Regions from separate parts of the Anser cygnoides genome. Here region 2 is linked to region 1. The links are chromatin contacts, called in public Hi-C maps. All regions are on one chromosome and are shown on one strand. Each heading gives the region's core, a stretch centred on a gene start, on an enhancer-like site or on the middle of the called end of the contact. The rest is flanking DNA. Distances are from core to core; before and after follow the strand shown. Region 1 overlaps LOC106032018 (a long non-coding RNA gene). Region 2 overlaps TBL1XR1 (TBL1X/Y related 1).

Evidence for each region. A called contact is a pair of places that touch in the nucleus more often than the background predicts.
Region 2: a Hi-C map of fetal liver shows a contact between it and region 1, with 2.7 times the contacts expected there. The contact joins two enhancer-like sites. A contact is called at or near these places in 2 of 7 Hi-C or Micro-C datasets (fetal liver and liver).

The regions. Positions count from the first base shown.
Region 1 is chr9:19,785,163-19,787,976 of Taihu_goose_T2T_genome, forward strand. All of the region lies in intron 1 of LOC106032018 (a long non-coding RNA gene), which reads left to right. Among named protein-coding and RNA genes, the nearest start is that of KCNMB2, 21 kb to the left of the region's middle. Within about 2 kb of position 1,374, at least 1 of the 3 cell types and tissues checked has open chromatin away from gene starts, as enhancers often do. A contact at or near this core is called in fetal liver, where this site is marked.
Region 2 is chr9:20,083,447-20,086,260 of Taihu_goose_T2T_genome, forward strand. TBL1XR1 (TBL1X/Y related 1) reads left to right here. Exons shown (of 17, transcript XM_067002769.1): 3 at 619-686. All of the region lies in intron 1 of LOC125182254 (a long non-coding RNA gene), which reads right to left. Among named protein-coding and RNA genes, the nearest start is that of TBL1XR1, 73 kb to the left of the region's middle. Within about 2 kb of position 1,410, at least 1 of the 3 cell types and tissues checked has open chromatin away from gene starts, as enhancers often do. A contact at or near this core is called in fetal liver, where this site is marked.

The DNA.
Region 1 (2,814 bases), core at 124-2,623:
AAACAGGAAACAGAAATCAAAGAAAACTCTGAGCATAAAATGTTGTATATTGCCCCATGACTGCTTGCAACAGAGGATGTGTAGCTCAGATTTTAAAATATTGCAACCTCCAGGTTACTTTGAAAAGTGAAAATGAGAGTAAATATCAGATTCTGTGTGAAGTATTGCTAATCCATTCAGCTATCTGAATCTTATATCTTCTAGTCTTCAGGATGTGAATTGAAAAGTAAGACACAAGGTGTTGTGTAGAGTTATTTTGAGACTCTTGGAACTGCTCACAGAGGCCGTGGTATGGCCAGATCCTTATTGCACCCTATTTGTTGCCCAGGTCCAGCTCAGCCTTTGGGGTTGTGCTCCCCCAGAGCCTTGTTCTTGGCACCCTTCCTGAGGGCAGGCAGCTCGTGGTAGTCCTCATCTGCCTTTCTGCTTCTCATAGGCAGTCAGCCGATTTGTCAGGTGTGCGGCACTTCTTACTCTAGAGGTCAGTATAATGTTAGGAATGGAACTGGTGCATACCCAGTTCCTTTTCCCTGATGAGATGTTCCAGAGTGAACTCTAAATTATACTGCTTCCAATATAAGATGGAAGAGAAATTTCATACTGGGGAAATGTACTTGTAAAAGCACAACAGCCAATATGGGAAGCTCAGAGGGCGTTAAAGAAAACAATCATTGAGCCTCTTTGTTGAATGGAAGTTATGAATGCACTAGTAGTAATTTTCTGAAGCCATAGACAATAACATAATGTGAGTGGGTGATGGAAGAAATTACATAGGGTGAAATTTAGAGAGCTGACAGCAGCCTATGCATCACTTAAGACCTATTTCTGAGGGCTTAATTGCGGCTTAAATAGCACACAGGCCTCGTGCTCATCTTCTGCATAGAAACAAATTCCATCTAGAATGAGCACCGTGAGCAGAACATGGAAAATGTAATCTGATCAGCTGTAAAACTCCGGCTTTGGGGAAAGGGTGCTCTGTACTGAGAACAGATGTGGGCAATGCAGATTTATGTTGTAGCACGCACACTATAAAGGTCTAATGCTGTGTTTTGCCATCGGATGCACTGATGTTAGTCCAAAGAGATACCATGAGAATATCAATCTTTAAACAAATGGGAAAACTGAGTAATGAGCACACCCCAGGACTCTGGGGTAATCTACTCCATTTGTGAGCTATGTGGCTGATAATACTAAAAGCAATTCCACTTGTAAGTGCTTCAGAGGCATTTATATTATTTTGGGCGGCTGTCTATGAATATTCAGACTTAGTGGTAGGAAGGCTTATAAAAATTTTCAGCTTGGTTGTATGGCTGTGTAAGAGGAATCAGGACTGGACAGTCATGTATTTGCTACAAAATGGTTGCATGCTAGTTCAGTAAGAGAGGAGCCAGAGCTCTGCACGAACTCCCTGAGAGAGATCAAGCTGGAAAGCCACTTTGCATAGTGCATATTGAACACTTTTCAGTCAGTTCCCAGAATGCTTAAAAAAAAAAAGGTATGGTGGGCAGAATTAAAGCTGAACCCACTGAACTCTTCCTTATCTTTACATGCTTGGATTTCTTGTAATATTTAACTTTTTCTTTGCATTTCCTGGACTTAGGATTCTTAGTTCTGAGACGATCAATATTCCCTTGTAATGTATTTTGACATATGTTCCCGATAAGCGTTTTCAACTCGAAGTCCTAACAAAGGTTATTTTTGTCAGGAAAGAAAAAGTAAATTGGAGTAGTCTCCTTATGGCCATTTTGAAAGGAGAAACAGAGACAAAATATTAGGACTATACTAACAGTGCTTCTCAAAACACAAAGCTCAATGAATTTAACTATTTTCTTCTTAATTGAGAGGCAACCTGCAAATCATTGCTGTGCTCTGGAAAGAGATGTGTTATTCAGATGCCTGTTAAATAGTCTGCATGAATTCTGTTCCGGTTCAGGGTTTGTGCACAAACCATTCACAAATTGTCTACTTCTATTATTCACAGTGTGTGATTAGGCATGTGGTATATTTTCTGCTCTCCGACTTAATGACTGAAACATTTTGACAGGGAATAGTAAATGGTGAATGACAACCAGTAAACAACATACAACTTGAGGCACTTGCAAACACTTTCAAAAATATTAACAATCAGAAGAACAATGATTCACATCTCCATCGCTCAGTTACAGATGTATTTAAGTCCAGATGTATTTGCCCAGCTCTGGGAAGCTTGCAAGTAAAATCATTTGCAATGAATGATGTATCTTTGACTCGATTCAAGCCTTACGTTGCTTGTAAGTAGTCTAATTCTGGAAGTTGCCCACAAAGGAGCAAATTCCGATTTCCATATCAGTATGATTAACTAAAGTAACACGTCTGTCCTCCAGCAGGACTGTTGGTGCAGAGATAGGTGCCATACTCTTGTTTGGGATATAAGCATGGTGCTAAAGTCAATTTAACGGTCTACGTTAATGGTAGAAATGCTACATCTCAGAGGTAAGACCAAGTTATGTTCATTTAAAGATATCCTGATATTTTTCTTCCAGTATAAAAATTATCCTAGCTTTAGTTGATAAACTTCAGTCTCTGTTTCCATGCAAAACCAATTGCATTTCTTCGCTTCTTCAGCTTGGCAATCGAAAAACAACCCTATTCCAATCCAGAAGGCTTTGAAATGGTGGATTGTGTGTTTCTCACACAGAATGTGTAAATTTTTTTTTATGCCACAGCCTGAGGTCCTTGAACTGTATAAATGATTAAGATTTCATAACACTACAGGCAAAATTCTTTCCCTTGATCCATGCTGTAGACATCTTTTGCATTTTCTGCACACATGGT
Region 2 (2,814 bases), core at 160-2,659, 300 kb after region 1:
GGGAGCGTTTAAGCTTTGAAGTCGCTTGTGGAAATCGACTCCATGAGGGTTTTGTAAGGATTCTCTCATATTTCATGCTCTTTTTAATTTGTTTATTTTAAACTCAGATCCAGGATAGTCAATTCTGAAAAACACTGGATGGTTTGATTGTGGCCTTGTGATTCCTGTTTTTCATCTTGCTGTTGAAACGTTTTAGTTGTGTACTTCAGCTAGCACTGGAAAAGCTACCACATCGATACTTAGCAGTTTGTAAACTTTAATCTGGATTCTCATAAAGCTCCCAATTGTCAATATGAGCAGCCAAAAAGAACAGAAATTCCATTACAGCTAATGCTCTGTTCTGTGCTAGGGTTTTGTTTTCAGCTAAGGGTGAGAAGAGAGTGGAGTTGAAACTGTGCCTATAATTTTTTTTAACACATTCCATGTAAGTAATCCGAAGATGGTCTTTAATTTTTGTTCGTTTATTTTGTTATGTAAACATATGTTGTAATCCCTAGGAAACTGAATGTTGTTTTAATGCTTTCAGTAGAAAGACTGGTAGAAAAATAGCTTTTATCCTTTTTTCATCCATTAAAATAAATATTGATAGAAACTATCATAATATGGTTTGTGTTACAGGTGGTGTAATACCAAGGGCTGTACTGCTGCCACATCACAATATTGTGGGGTTTCAGAGAGTAGTTCTGGTAAGGACACTCAATGATTTATCTATTTATTTGTCATAAAAGTGGACTGATAATTTGGTACAATTTAGTATTAGTAATTACCGTTACATGCATTTACAGTATTTTTTAGGTATCAGTTTTTGCAGTCCACTGAATCTCTACATTAAGCCTTCTTTTACTCAACAGTATTTTAACAGCTCCTCTTGGAGCTGTTATTGTCTAATGTGTAAATCCATATTCATTTTATTGAGAGTTGTTACAATATAACGCATCAATTCACAGCATGGAAATATTAATAAATAGACCTTTTGACAAAACATCTTGTAAAAGCTATGTCTACTTGATACGTGGATCATTAGTGTGTATCAACAACAACAACAACAAAGGCAAAAGTTACTGGGGTTTCATTGTCGTATGGGTTTGGTGGTGTGTTTTATTTTTTCTTCTTCCAAGTACTAACGTCTTGGCTTCCTAACGGAAAATATGAGTATGTAGTTCAGAGGGCAAATACCCAGACCGTGTGCTGTTATCAGACTCTTTTTAAGTTTAATGTATAGTAATGATTTTGCAATTGTTTGCTTAAAATGTATGTAACTGTAATCCCTCTATCACTCCTCTAGACTTTGCATACTTTTCTTAAACGTACTTTCTTATCTTCAGTCTTCTCTGTCCTACATGGCTAGAGTTGCAAGGCAGACGAGATTACCTTACTTCTACTAAAGGGAAAATTCATTCTGAACCCGTCTAGCAACAGCAGTGCTTACGCATTGTGCAAGAGCACAATCGAGTATTTGTTCTTTCAGCAGCAGCTAGCTGATACTGCGTTTGTATCTGTAGAATTGTTAATATATGCTGTAATTTAACAAATGGCTTGTGGGTGTAGCAGATGTCTTTTCTTTCTTTTTTCTTTTTTAAATCACTGTCCCTGAAAGTTTTTTAGCAAGCCCTCCTTGTGTACTATCTTAGGTCTATAGAGGGCACTCAAAGACAGAGGGAGTTGGTTTTAAAAAGCCTTATCTGGCAAGTAGGCCCCCACAACCTAGAAAAGGAAATTGCTGACTGTTCTTTATGGCCTTGCTCTTGCAAGGTACTATTGTACTGGCTGTGCTCCAACAAATCACTTAAGCAATTGAAGTCAACGGGACTGTAACAAGTTTGAAATATTCTTCTGGATTAATCCATAGCTCCTTATACTTTCACAAGTTCCTTTCCATCTTCTAAAAACAAGATGGGGTACACACAAATTTCCTAATGGGATTCCCTAGTCAACCTAAGAAACTAGTAGTAGGTCCAGCTGTGTTGGTTGCCATTAGAAGATGCAAGTGAATGGGTGTAAAGACTGAAATTATTTTCCCTGTTGTCATTGCGTTAGGGTGGTACAGCTAAAATATTTGGGCATGGTAGTATTCACAGTGTGTGTTTTCCAGCCTTATAGGTAGATAATACCTTGAGCATGCCTAAATAACGCATGTAGACTTGAATTTGTTTCTAAATCTTGGAGTGGAAGAAAAATAGGCTTTCAGATTTATTCTAGAGAAATGGCATCATGAAGGTTTGAGTAGCGTTACTCAATATTAAAAGGCAATTCTGTAAAGTAAAAACATCTCAGCTTTATAAATATTGTAAGAAAAGATGATGGGAGCTCTTTGGAGTCTGAAAAATACAGAGAATTTTTCAAAATGTTGCGAGCAATTTGTGCAGTCCTTATTAAAGTATAATGTAATCTGACAAAGTCACGGACTTCTTCACCTCTATCATCTCTTTATTTTCAAATAACACTCCTATTACTGGAAATGGGTGAGCAGAATTTTTCACGTATAGAACCTGTGATTCCTGTGCTGGAGGTGAGGTAAAGATAATCTAGCAGAGCGGGTTTCTTTTTTTCAAAAGCGGTCCTACCAAGTTTCTTTAAATCTGAACTAGCAGTAGTTAATGTGGTAGCTTAATTCTGCAAAAGATAGCATAGAGGTCACTTGTGGGACAACTTGAAGACAATTTCACTGCAGCTGCTTATGTAATAGTAGCCTCCAGTTATAAGCCATGATACATTTCCATCTCTGCTGATGTTTAACTCTTCCGAGAGGAACTGTTTTCTCTAAACAAAACATGAAACCATGATCATGTTTCTAACTACACCAGCAGAGGAGAC